Linked DNA regions of Sus scrofa: region 2 is linked to region 1. A link is a contact called in public HiChIP or PLAC-seq data. All regions are on one chromosome and are shown on one strand. Each heading gives the region's core, a stretch centred on a gene start, on an enhancer-like site or on the middle of the called end of the contact. The rest is flanking DNA. Distances are from core to core; before and after follow the strand shown.

What was found. HiChIP or PLAC-seq counts read pairs in DNA pulled down with a chosen protein or histone mark.
Region 2: a contact with region 1 is called in an H3K27ac HiChIP or PLAC-seq map of alveolar macrophages. The contact joins the promoter of SSH1 here to the promoter of CORO1C in region 1. A contact is called at or near these places in 1 of 5 promoter capture datasets (liver), 3 of 47 Hi-C or Micro-C datasets (alveolar macrophages, embryonic fibroblasts and mesenteric adipose tissue) and 2 of 2 datasets of contacts at active chromatin or transcription factors (alveolar macrophages and skeletal muscle).

Annotation. Positions count from the first base shown.
Region 1 is chr14:42,060,503-42,067,325 of Sscrofa11.1, reverse strand. CORO1C (coronin-1C) reads right to left here and starts at 4,471. Exons shown (of 11, transcript XM_001929345.6): 1 at 4,344-4,471.
Region 2 is chr14:41,961,652-41,968,551 of Sscrofa11.1, reverse strand. It overlaps SSH1 (protein phosphatase Slingshot homolog 1), which reads right to left and starts at 4,606. Exons shown (of 16, transcript XM_001929329.5): 1 at 4,421-4,606. The coding sequence starts at 4,489.

The sequences.
Region 1 (6,823 bases), core at 3,222-5,721:
AAAATTATAAACTTTTATTCTTCAAAGGACAGGACACCATTAAGAAAATGAAAAGACAACTCAGAATTGTAGAAATTTTTCATAAATCATATATCTTATAAGGCACTTGTATCTCGAATATACAAAGAACTCATAACAACAAAAAGATAATCCAATTTAAAAATAAGCAAAGCATTTAAATAGAGATTTCTCCAAAGAAAATATACAACTGTCCATCCACTAATCATGTGAGAAGATGCTGGACATCATTAGCCATCAAGGAAATGTAAATCAAAGCCACAATGAAAAAGAGGAGTTCCCTGGTGGGCTAATGGTTATGACTCAGCACTTTCACCTCTGTTGCACGGGTTTGATCCCTGATCTGGGAACTAATATCCCATATCAAGCCACTACACCCCATGGCCAAAAAAAAAAAAACCCACAATGAGATACCACTTCAATACACTAGCAATGGGTAGAATCGAAATGTCAGAGAATAGTAAGTGTTGGCAAGGAGGGAGAAAAACTGAAATCTTTATATAATGCCAGTGGGATTGTAAAATGATGCAGCTGCTTTGGAAAAGTCTAGCAGTTCCTCTAAGAGTTAAACAGAGAGGAACCAATATGACCCAGCAAATCCACCAAAGAAATGAAAACATATGCCCACACAAAAACTTGGACACAAATGTTCACATCAGCATTACTCACAATAGCCAAAAAAGAGAAACACCCAAATGTCCACCAACTGATGAACGAATAAATAAAATGTGGTATATCCATACAGTGGACTATTTTTCAATCAACAAAAAAGAAAGAAGTACTTATCCATGCTACAACATAAACCTTGAATACACTATGCCTAAAAAAAGACACAAAAGACCACATTTATATGAAAATAATTTTGAAATTTTCAAAACAGGGAAATCCACAGAGATAAAAAGTAGATTAGTGGTTGGTAGGGCAGGGGAGGGAGAAGAACTGGAGGAGGGGACTGCTAATGGGTATGGGGTTTTTTTATGGGCTGATGAAATGTTCTAAAATTGTAGTGATGACTGCACAACTCTGGGAATAGACTAAAAACCACTGAATTGTACACTTTAAATGGATGAACTGTATGGTATGTGAATTGTATCTCAATAGAGCAGTTATAAAACAAAAAAGATTCACTATGCACCAATGAAATACAAAATAAGCTCTCAAAAGGAGTGTAGAATCTTGTTCACTCATTTTAAAGGATCTGAATTAGGGCAATGAAAACCCAGAGAGATTCTATTACTTAACATTCTAGGTACTAGGTCATACTGAAATATTCATGAGTATTTCCATGTTTTAATAGAGAAAAGGCATCTTAAGTTTAAAAAGACATACAAGTGTCAGAAAAGAGTACTCATAACAGAAATAGGATAACATAGGGAAGTCATCAAAAGGAAAACAAACATAGATTTGTACCGTGCATATGACAGCGGCACCCAAATTTATTACTGTTCTACCTTGGAAAAAGGAATAGAAGGTAAAACAGCCTAGTTAATATCGTGTTTCTAAAGCACTGTTTGTGACAAATCAGAGCATTAATAATCTGCCATGATAGAGAACTGAATTTCCACATCCCCCCAGAAACATAACTAAGAATTGATCATTTATTCTTTTGAACATTCCATTTCATAGGCATTTGAGTGACTCTCCTATAGCTGGAGTGAATCTCAAAAGTGACAAACGTGTTAGCATAAAACCTAAATCAAAAAAATCCAAGCATTAAAAAAACAAAACGTCTAGGTATTTAAAAAGTTATCTGTCATGGGTGGGGGGCATGGGTGAAGGGAGTCAAGTACAAACTTCCAATTTTAAAATAACTAAGTCATGGGATGTAATGGATGCATGAGGACTATACTCAATAATAGTATACTGTATATTTGAAAGTTGCCAAGAGAACAAATCTTAGAAGTTCTCATCACAAAGAAAAATTATAACTTTGTATGGTGACAAATGGTAGCTAGACTTATTGTGGTGGTCATTTCACAGTGTACACAAATACTGAATTACTAAATTGAGCACTTGAAATTAGTATGATGTTACATGTCAATTATACCCCAATTAAAAAAAATGATACAGTAGCAATACACACCAAAAGTCCTATTTGTCAACTTGAAACTAATCCCAAATTATACATAAAAGTATTAGACACAACTGCTGATTAGCACAATCTGCAGGCAAAGTAACAAATGATCATGAAAAATTCAATACTGTATGCAGTGATATCTCATTGGTATGTGTCTATTAGACTCCATCAGGCTTTAATGCACTTTCCACAAATAATTAAAAACAAATATGGACAGAGCACATTCCGGGTATGTCAAAAAGGTGCATACTCAACCTTTATAATAATCTTTGTTCAATCCTCAGTACACAGAGACTAACATCTACTAAAAAAGACTGCACTCTGAGGTCTAATATACAATACAATTCCTAGCATGATTTCACTTTACCCTCCTATTTATTTAGGCAACCTCTCAGACCCAACAGTTACTATTAGGCTTCATATCCAAACACTGCGACCCTGAAATGTACCTCCAAGCCAAAAAAAAAAAAAAAAAAAAAAAAAAATTAGTTTCCTTAAATTAGTTTTCTGAAATATACAGAATCAAGTCCCAAATAAGACATTTCTCATTTCTTCGGTTTTATAGGAAATGCAGAAAGTGAAGTAACATGAACAGATATTTGCCTTCACAACTGAACAGATGGTACAAAACAACTGCTTATACTTAATCATGTTTCTGTCTATTCTAGCAAGCCCTGGTGTCAGGAGAGAGTTCTGCCAGATAAGGACAATGAAATGCATTATTATATAGAGTGACTAAGAGCCGTACAAGTACTGCTTTAGAATGTAATTCCAGGCAGGAAGGCAGTGGTGAGAGGGCCTAATATTTTGTGGTAACTATTTCCAAAAGTAAACACATTCGCCACCCAGTACCAGTTGACAAACACATACTATATTCAATTCCATTTAAATGTCTCATAGGAAAGAAAGGCCTTCGTATCTTGCTCTCCTGGGGGAGATGAGCAACTTGCAATTTGCTTCTTACACTGAATCCCACGTTTGCAACATGTAGAGCAAGGACTTCAGACACCACAAAACAAGGACAGCCTACATTAAGGCCAAATATAGGATGTGATTCTAAACCACGATGCAGTAAAGCTACGTTTCCTTTTCCAGAGACCAAAACCCTTTGAACACTCCCAAAAAAGGACGGCAGGGCCAGCGCCTCCCTCCAAGAGGAAGCCCCTTTCTTCTCGGCTCCCCCGCAGCCTGCCACTTCCCCCAACACATTCAAATCATTTGAGAGACGGAGAGCTGGTGCTTGCGCGCCCGTACGCACAGGCGGGAGGGCTCGGTTCTGCATTTCCACCCTCAACATCTGAGCTCATCCTCAGTCATTTAGGCGCAGCGGAGCCCCACCTGCACCGCGCTCCTTTTTGCTGCGTCCCTCGCCAGCTGCTCCGCTATTAGGGGAGCGTATCTCTGAATCCTGGGTCCAAGCGGACGCTCCAGGCCCCCGACCCTATAGCGTTCCAGCCCCGTTCTTCCTCTCCCAACCCTCGCCCCCTCCCAGCCCAGCGCTCCCACCATGGGCTTATCCTCTTCCCAAGCCGCCCCCACCCACATCACTCCAGCTCTTGCCCCGCCCCGCCCTCCTCGACCCCCAATCCAGCTATTAAGGGCCCAGAGCCCAGCTCGTACCCCAAAGTAGGAAACCCCCAGACCAGACCGCCGCCCTCGCCCCTCCTAAGCAAGGCCCAGCACGTCCCGGCCCCACGTGAGCCCAGCCCAGGGCCACCCCCCAACCCCCTAGCTCCCCAGGGCGACTCAAGCCCCGCCCCCAGGCCTGGAGCCCCCTGGCCCTGCGCCCTAGCCTCTGGCAGCCCCTCCCCACTCAAGACGCCACCCAACCAGGCGGATCCCTGACCCCTAAAAACCTCCCAGGGTAACCGAGTCCCTGCTCGGTTCCTCACCAGCCAGAAGGGTTCTGGGCCCCTAAAAGTCTCCCCTGGGCAGCTTCCTCACCATAAGGACCCGGGTTCACTCTCCCCATTCTGGGCACCTCGGTCCCCAACTCCTTTCCCAACCAAATCCCAAGGCTCCCGCAGCAGCCCCGACCCCTTGGCCCCAGCACACCCGCCCAAGCGGGCTCCTGGCCCAAGGATCCGCGCCGCGCGCGACCACTCCAGCTAACCCTGTCCTCTCCACCGGGCCCTGCCCCACGCCCCGCCGGCTCCTGTCAGCCAGCGCCAGCACATGCTGAGAGGACAGGGTCTGTCCGCCCGCCCAGCTCGTTCCCAAGCTGCCCCGCCGGGCGCGCGCAGCTCACCAGGGCCGAGGTGCCTGAGGCGCCGCCGCCGAAGTCCCCGCTGCAAAGCCCGGCGTAGCCTCCAACCGCTACCGCCTCCCGCCTGGCACTGAGCGCCGCGCGGGGGAGGGGCGCGGACAGCCGCCCCCGCCCCCGCCGCTGCACGCAGGCCCCGCCCCCGCGCCGCACCGCGTCCAACCAGGGCTGCCCGGCTACGGCGCGCCACGCCCACTTCCGGGAGGGGAAGCCCGCTTCCCAGCCTGTGTTCCACGCCTTACTCTCCCTAGCGCCGCTTCTGGTCGTGCCGAGGTATGCAGGTGGACCGCGGAGGAAGGCGGTGCCCAAGCGCACGCACCTCCCACTAGTCCTCTCAGTGGCCGAAAGGCCACGCCCACTGCTCCTCAGGACCAGGAGTGGTGTCCTTTAGAGCTCCGCCCACTGACCTGCTTGGCTCTGGAAGGCCACATCCCCCGGCTCCTCAAAAATTCCCCCCGAGTCTCTTAAAACCAGAACATCAGCTGCTGTGCACCCCGCCCACTGCCCCATCCAAACCCTTCGCCAGCCTCCTGGATCCCTAGGCCCAACTACTCTCTCATTCCTTCATAACCAGCCCCTTGTCGTCACAAACCCCACCCCAACTTCTAGAAGCCCCGCCCATAGCCTAGCAACCCTATTCGCGGTATCTCAAGTCCCGCCCACTGCCCGCTTTACAGCTTTAAAACTCCAAGCCCCGCCCAGAATTCTCGAGTCCCCGCCTCTGGTTCCCGAAGCTCCGCCTCTGCTGCCATTGCACCCTCCAACCACTTTTGTGGACTCCCGACGTTATGCTCCCCCTTCCACTATATTTGGTCACTTCGCTAGCACAAAGTGGGGGTCCCGGTGCTGTACCACACCAACATCCCCCACCACTACACAGGAGGGCCTTAAGGTCTTGACCCCATTTCGCAGGTGAGGAAATGAAGGATATAGGGTCCCTCCCTTCCTCTTCCTGGCCAAAGTCCCTCACTTAATAACTGGGCAGCCCAAGCTTAAAAGAGCACCGAGATTCTTTCTCTGCTGCAGTCAGACTGTGTATCCTGGGGCAGTTCCCTTCGTCCTCTTGGCCTGAATTTCTTCATCTATAGCATGAAGTTTTCCTCTTTATAACCAGAGATCATTTCTCAAAAACCAAGTTCTAAAATGCCAATATTTGGAGAAACTGGGCCTGATGAACTGAAATGACCAAGCAGACCATCTGAAAGGATAGGGCTTGCTTGCCCAAAGCAAGGCATCTTTGTTTTGTTTTTTAATAATTTTATTTTTTCCATTATAGTTGGTTTACAGTGTTCTATCAATTTCCTACTGTACAGCAAAGTGACCCAGTCACACATACGTATATATATTCTTTTTCTCACATTATCCTCCATCATGCTCAATCACAAGTGACTAGATACAGTTCCCAGTGCTATACAGCAGGATCTCATTGCTAATCCATTCTACAGGCAAGAGTCTGTATCTATTAACTCCAGATTCCCAGCTCATCCCACTCCCTCCCCCTCCCCCTTCCCCATGGCAACCACAAATCTGTTTTCCATGTCCATGAGTTTCTTTTCTGTGGAAAGGTTCATTTGTGCCATATATTAGATTCCAGATATAAGTGATATCATATGGTATTTGTCATTCTCTTTCTGACTTACTTCATTTAGTATGAGAGTCCCTAGTTCCATCCAGGTTGCTGCAGATGGCATTATTTTGTTCTTTTTATGGCTGGGTAGTATTCCATTGTGTATGTATACCACATCTTCTTAATCCATTCATCTGTCCATGAACATTTAGGTTGTTTCCATGTCTTGGCTATTGTGAATAGTGCTGCAATGAACATGCAGGTGCATGTGTCTGTTTCAAGGAAAGTTTTGTCTGGCTATATGCCCAAGAGTGGGATTACTGGGTCATATGGTGGTTCTATATTTAGTTTTCTGAGGTACCTCCATACTGTTTTCAATAGTAGTTGTACCAATTTACATTCCCACTAAGAGTGTAGGAGGGTTCCCTTTTCATCACACCCTCTCTAGCATTTGTTATTTGTGGACTTATTGATGATGGCCATTCTGACTGGTGTGAAGTGGTACCTCATAGTAGTTTTGATTTGCATTTCTCTAACAATCAGTGATATTGAGCATTTTGTCATGTGCTTGTTGGCCATCTGAATAGCTTCTTTGGAGCAATGTTTATTCAGGTCTTTTGCCCCTTTTTCTTTTCTTTCTTTTCTTTTTTTTTTTTTTTTGTCTTTTTGCCATTTCTTGGGCTGCTCCCACGGCATATGGAGGTTCCCAGGCTAGGGGTCGAATCAGAGCTGTAGCCACCAGCGTATGCCAGAGCCACAGCAACGCGAGATCCGAGCCGCATCTGTGACCTACACCACAGCACGCAGCAAGTTGCTGGATCGTCAACCCACTGAGCAAGGGCAGGGATCGAACCCACAACCTCATGGTTCCTAGTCGGATTCGTTAACCACTGCGCCA
Region 2 (6,900 bases), core at 3,357-5,856, 99 kb after region 1:
TGTCAAAAATCACAATGTTACAACCCATTCCTGAAAGTTATTGATTTATCTATTCTTGGGCTCTCTGCCTGTTCTCATAAAAGAATGAGATAAAGTTAGCAGTAAAATGACATGATGAGATAATTAAAATTTTAAAAATTTAAATGAATAATTAAAATGAGATAATGAAAAACTGAGCGGAAAGGAAAACAAAAATTTTAAAAGAGGGAGGGGCTCTCTTGTGGTGCAGCGAATGAAGGATCTAACATCATCACTGCAGTGGCTTGGTAGCTGCTGTGTCAAGGGTTTGATCCCTGGCCTGGGAACTTCCCATAAGCTGTGGGTGTGACCAAATAAATTTTACAAAATAGAAAGAGGGAAACACTGCTTTGTGGGTCAGGCTGTGACATCCCTCAGTTCCCATGCCGTGCAGCAGGATCATAAGTTGGAGAAGGAAAGAAATGCCCTAAGTGCCTCTGACTCAACAAAGGAGGCACTTTTCTTTTTTTTCTTTTTTTTGTCTTTTTAGGGCCGCACCCATGGCATATGGAAGTTCCCAGGCTAGGGGTCAAACTGGAGCTACAGCCACTGGCCTGAGCCACAGCCATAGCAACTCAGGATCCCAGGCCTGTCTGCATGCAACCTACACCACAGCTCACAGCAACGCCAGATCCTTAGCCCACTAATCGAGGCCAGTGATTGAACCTGCATCCTCATGGATGCTAGTCAGATTCATTTCCACTGAGCCACGATGAGAACTCCAGGAGGCACATTTTGAGGAGTAAGGAAGTGATCTGGGGGTACATATTTCAAAACCATTTAATTCTTGCTTACTCTCTGAGATTCTCAGGAGGAAAGACTACCTGTGCCAGAGAACACACCTGAGAGAGAAGCCAGCCCCTTCGGATGAGCTGAGGCCCAGAGAGAAGTAACCTGAAAAAGTTGGAACAGATGTAGAGCTGGCCTGGCTTTCTGACTGCATACACGCTGCCCTCTCTGTTCCTTCCTGTGCCTTCGTGCCTCACCTCACCTGGAAGGAAGCCTCACCTTCTAGGGAATATCACGGCCTCTAGTGGCTCCCTGAGAAACTAATGCCGCTGATTTACTCAAGTTGAATAAAACCTGGTTGAGTTTTATTCTTATTTTGGAGGTCACTGGCCCTTGGTGAAAATAATGCTTTATATAATCACTTGAAATGTGTCTAGCGGAAGTAACCCCTTATTTGCAAATTATTACTGATACGGACAATAAAAATCTAGGCAATAGGGAGTCCCCATTGTGGCACAGCAGAAACGAATGCAACTAGGAACCATGAGGTTTTGGGTTCAATCCCTGGCCTCGCTCAGTGGGTTAAGGATCCGAGGATCCGGTGTTGCCATGAGCTATGGTGTAGGTCATAGACAAGGCTCGGATTGGGCGTTGCTATGGCTGTGGTGTAGGCCGGCAGCTGTAGCTGATTTGACCCCTAGCCCGGGAATCTTCATATGCTGTGGGTGCAGCCCTAAAAAGACAAAAAGACCAAAAAAAAAAAAAAAAAAAAAAAAAAATCTAGGCAATAAAGTTCATACTGGGAAATGTTCATGATATAAGTGAAAGTAGAAGACACTGAACTATATATAAAATAAAATCATGTTAAAAAATGAAATTGGAGTTCCCGCCATGGTGCATAAACGAATCCAACTAGGAACCATGAGGTTTTGGGTTCAATCCCTGGCCTCACTCAGTGGGTTAAGGATCCAGCGTTGCCATGAGCTGTGGTGTAGGTCACAGATGAGGCCCCGATCCCACACTGCTGTGGTTGTGGTGTAAGCTGGCAGCTGTTGCTCCAATTTGACCCCTAGCCTGGGAACTTCCATATGCCCTGGGTGTGGCCCTAAAAGAAAAAAAAAAAAAAAAAAAAAGAAAAGAAAATGTCCCTAGTGGAAACACCACCAATGTCCATCAAAACATGGTATATCCACACAAGGGAAAATTACTCAGCCATTAAAAAAGGATAAAGTACTTATATGTGCTACAACATGGATGAGGCTTGAAAACACCATGCTAAGTGAAACAAGCCTGGCAAAAAGGCCAAAGAGTGTATTAATCCACTTACATGAAATGCCCAGAACAGACAAATCCATAGAGATAGTTAAGTATATTATTGGTTGTCTAGAGTTGGTGACAGTAGGGCAGGGGTTGGTGGATGGGAGGGAGGCTGTGCACGACAGCTGAGGGGTATGAGGTTTATTTTGAGGGGGATGAAAATGTTCTGGAATTCATGGTGATGGTTATACAACCTTGGGCATATACTAAAAACCACTGAGCTGTATTTTTAAAATTTTTTTGGTCTTTTTAGGTCCCTACTATGGTATATGGAAGTTACCAGGCTAGGGGTCAAATCGGAACTGTAGCCACAGGCCTACACCACAGCCACAGCAACGTAGGATCTGAGCCGTGTCTGTGACCCACACCACAGCTCAAAGCAACAGCGAATTAAGCCACTGAGTGAGGCTAGGGATCGAACCCGAATCCTCATGGATACTAATTGGGTTTGTTACTGCTGAGTCATGACAGGAACTCTTAAACTGTATACTTTAAAATGTTGGACTTAACTGTATGTGAATTATATCTCAGCTAAAAAATACACACTTTTAAAAATCTGTCTAAAGCAGGAATAAATTAGGTGTCAAGTAAGGCAGGGAACGTGGGCTTTAGAATCAGAGATACAGGCTGAGAGGCTGTTTAACCTCTACCTGGAGCTGAACTTTACACTCACATATTTGTGAGATGGGACCCTGAGATTAAGTGCAGTGAAGCACTTTGTAAACTGCAAGGCGGCAGTAGCAGGGAACAGATGTCTGGGGGGGAGGTGAGAAGCAACTGCAGCCTGACTTTTCAAATGCAGGCTGCTGGCCACCGTGCAGAGGAGGGACTGTTAGAATTTTCTGTCCTCAGACAAGATAACACATAATGGCCTCTCCTCCAGAGGAGGGGGCTGTGAGGTTCAACCCTGCAGCCACTCAGTATGTTCCAGCCAGTCCCAGCAAAACAGGCCAAGGAGCTGCCCCACCAGTACTGGCAGGACAGACAGGGCTGTTAAACCCCAGACAGGTCCTCAGCATTCACAGACACATACAAACTTTTCTGTGTTATCAGGCAACTTCCCGCAGGGAGAAGGGGCCCAGATGCAGGCGGGCCACTTCCTGGGCCTGCAGGGCCCCTCCCCCAGCCTCCCCTCCCTCCCTTCTCTAAACAGTTCCCCATCTCCTCCTCCAGCAGCTGTGCTTGCAGGTCATGGCTCTGCCTTGCCACGGATGTGAGTTTAGACCAGAGGCCCTAACTGGTTCCCCTGCTTGGAGGCCTGAGGCCCAGCCTAGGGCAGTCCAGCCCAACTGTGTACTCAGAGAACCAATCCCCCAGTCCACCCCAGAGCAAGGAGCCAGCCTCACACAGGCCAGGTCACCAGCAGACCCACAGAAATCCGCACAGTGCAGAGGTGTCCTTTCAGCCCCAGAAAGCACCCATGCCATCCCAGAAACCCCGGAATTGGCCTCAGCCACTCGGCCTGATGCACACAAACATGCAGCCCCAAATGATAAACTCAAACTCAGCTGCACACAAAAACTTAAGATACACAGTCACACAGCACCCTGAGCTCACTCAGCCACTGTCACACCGTGACACCGGCCCCCGAAGAGGCACAGCCACTCACACCAAGAGCCAGAACTCCAAAGGGTGTGCAGTCGGGGAACAATCTCACTTTCACAGGAGCACCTGGGCCTCCTCTCCTGCCGCATTGAACAGGCACAGGTCCCAGTAGACAGGCCAGAGTCACTCAGGGAAAGGCACACACAGGCTGGCATACACACAGCTGGGCACACAGGGAAAGGGCTTAGACCAGCCTCAAGGTCTGGAATCACAGAACCACATCATTTCACACAGTCACTGGTCAGGAATCCTAGTCCCAGATGCAGTATCCCCCACAGTCACCTCCAGACAGGGGTCACTGTCTCTCACACACACAGTCACCCCCGGATGGGGGTCATACTCACAGTCTCATGCACAGTCACCCCCAGTCGGAGCTCACACTCAGTCACCCCTAGGTGGGAGTCACACTCACACTTGCTTCCAGATTGCGGGGGGGGGGGGGTTCTCACACAGTCTCATGCAGTCACCCCCAACATGGTCACATCCGTACGCACAGTCACGCCCACAAGGGGGTCTCTCACACACATTCAGCACAAGTCACTCTCAACTGGATCACGCCCGCTCACACCCGCACACTGCTTCCAGCAGTCACCCCAGCTCGGCTGCCCGGGCGGGGTAGTCCAACGGGGTCCTCGCAGGCTAAGGACCCCTCGAAGCTGCCCCCGGAGCACTCCCTGGCGCCCCGCACTCGCGTCCCAGGCCTGGCGCAGCGGCTGCTCGGCCGGGCCGGGGCCGCGGGCCCGGGGCTCACCTCGCTGTTGCTGGCGGAGGAGGAGGCGGCGCTGGGCGTGGGCGAACGCTGCAGGGTCACCAGGGCCATGGCTGCGGCGCGGCGTTAGGGCACCGCCGAGGCCTCGGGCTACAGCCGCCGCCGCCGCCCGGGCCGGGCCCGGGGCTCTCCAGGAGCCGTGCGCGGGCGGCCGGGCCGAGCCGGGCCGGGCCCGCCCCTCCCCCTCGGCGTCCGCCGCTGTCCCCGCCCCCCCACCCCCGCCTCCCGCGCCGGCGCGCGCCGGGCCTGAGCGAGGAGGGGGGCGGGGGGGAGCGACCGGGGCGGGTCGCGCGTGCGCGGCGCCGGAACTCTAGTGGCGGCTGGAGGCTCGGCCAGCCAGTCACGTCCCCCGCGTGCCCGACGCGCGCGCCCAGTGTTCCGCGCGCCCGGCCCTCCAGCCTGGGGGTCGGGGGCGCGCGCGTAGGCGAGCAAGTTCGGTCCCCAGAGGCCCACCCCTTGCGCCTGCCTGCTAAACCGAGGCTCGCGGGCTGAGCAGCGGGTAATACCTAGGGCGGAAAGGCTCAACTACGAGAAAATTAGAACCTCCTGGTCTCCGCTTCTTGAACTCCGAGAAGCAGTCTGCAGAAATTCATTCGTTCATTTATTTATGAAATATTTATTGAGCGCCTACTAAATGCTGCCATACAGTATTCAACCGTGAGCAACGTAGATTAGGCTTGCCCTCAGGGATTTGAAAGAAGCGAATCAAATTACGAGATGTTTTAAAAATAATTATGCCAGTCTTTTTTATGAATTCCTTTTGTGTCCAGAAACCCAGCTAGCTCCTTAGGAAGTCAAGGAAAAGCTTCTCTGCAAAAGGGGCATTTGCTCTGAAGCCTGAAGGATGAGCAGGATTAACGGGTGAAGGGAAAGGAGACTGCTGGGGGCGGGGTGGTGGGGGTGGTGGGAAGGCGTGGGCACAACGGCCCAGAAACTAAAAGGAGATTGTCCATCAGAGGCTGGAGCCTGGGGTGGGGCGGGGAGTGATGCGAGCCTGGGGTGGGGCGGGGAGTGATGCGAACCGGGGTGCAGTCTAGGAAGCTCTGGCAGCTCTTGAAAAATGGACTGGGGCAGAGAAATGGAGACCTGGTGGGCCACTGCTGTCCTCTTGGGAGGAGGTGACCAGAATGGGGATGGAGAGAAGCACATGGAGTAAGATACTAAGAAGGTGACACTGGCTTGACTCCCCCCCCCCCCCCGCCCCGCCCCGTCACTGCACGCACATTGCGCAAGCATCCGCAGATTTGCTGGTCCAGACCTGCTCCCCATTTTAACAAAGGGCTCCACGGACCATCTCACTGCCCGCCCAGCAACCTAAGCAGCCTCCTAGATCCCTCCTCTTGCTTCCCTCAGATCCAGGGGCATATTCCTCCTGCATATTCCCTCAGCATCATTTATCTCAAAGATGGTTCTCAACAGGGGTGACTATAGCCTCTATGGAGTGTTGTGGGATTGTTATTGTTTTTTAATCTATGGGATTTTTGTTTGTTTTGTTTTTGTTTTTTTAGGGCCACAGCATGTGGAAGTTCCCAGGCTAGGGGTTGAATTGGAGCTGCAGCTGCTGGCCTATACCACAGCCAGATCCTTAACCCGCTGGGTGAGGCCAGGGATGGAACCTGAGTCCTCATGAATACTAGTTGGGTTTGTTACTGCTGAGCCATGATGGGAAGCCCCATTTGTGTGAATATTTTTGAATGTCTTGCAGATAGGGGAGAAAGAGCTATTGGCAGTTCTGGTGTTTAAGGGCAGCAGCCAGGAATGCTAAAAATGCTAAAAGTCCTGCAACACACTGGACGGTGCCCCCACCCTCATCCGCAGAAGAATTGCTCCATTCCCACAAGATTCCTCTGTAGGTGAAAAAAACCGTTCATGATTATCTAAAGCCAGAATCTAACTCCATTTTACATGTAACACAAAGTATTTTTCACTGCATTTTCAGAAATGCAAGTATGTTTAAAGAGAGGGAAGAATGTACTTTTGTTTAAGAGCTTTGTCAGGTGGTGTTCACCATTTGGGAGAGTTTATAAAAGGAAAGAGCCCTTGGATTATTGGAGTAGTCCACCCATCATGCCAGCATCTGTAACTGTGCTCTTGGTAGACCGATCGTCATATTTATTTAGCACTTATTTTAAAATGTCAAATATAATACAAAGTTTGGGTAAATTCAGCTCACCAGTGAATATTTTACTTCTCAACTCTGAATATTCATTAAAAACAGATACACTGAAATTCCTGTTGTGGCTTAGCGGTAATGAACCCAACTAATATCCATGAGGACATGGGTTCGATCCCTGGCCTCACTCAGTGGGTTAAGGATCCAGCGTTGCCAGTGAACTGTGGTGTAGGTTGAAGACGCTGCTCAGATCCTGCGATGCTGTGGCTGTGGCGTAGACCAGCAGCTGCAGCTCTGATTCGACTTCCACATGCTTCCATATGCTGGGAACTTCCATATGCTTCGTGTA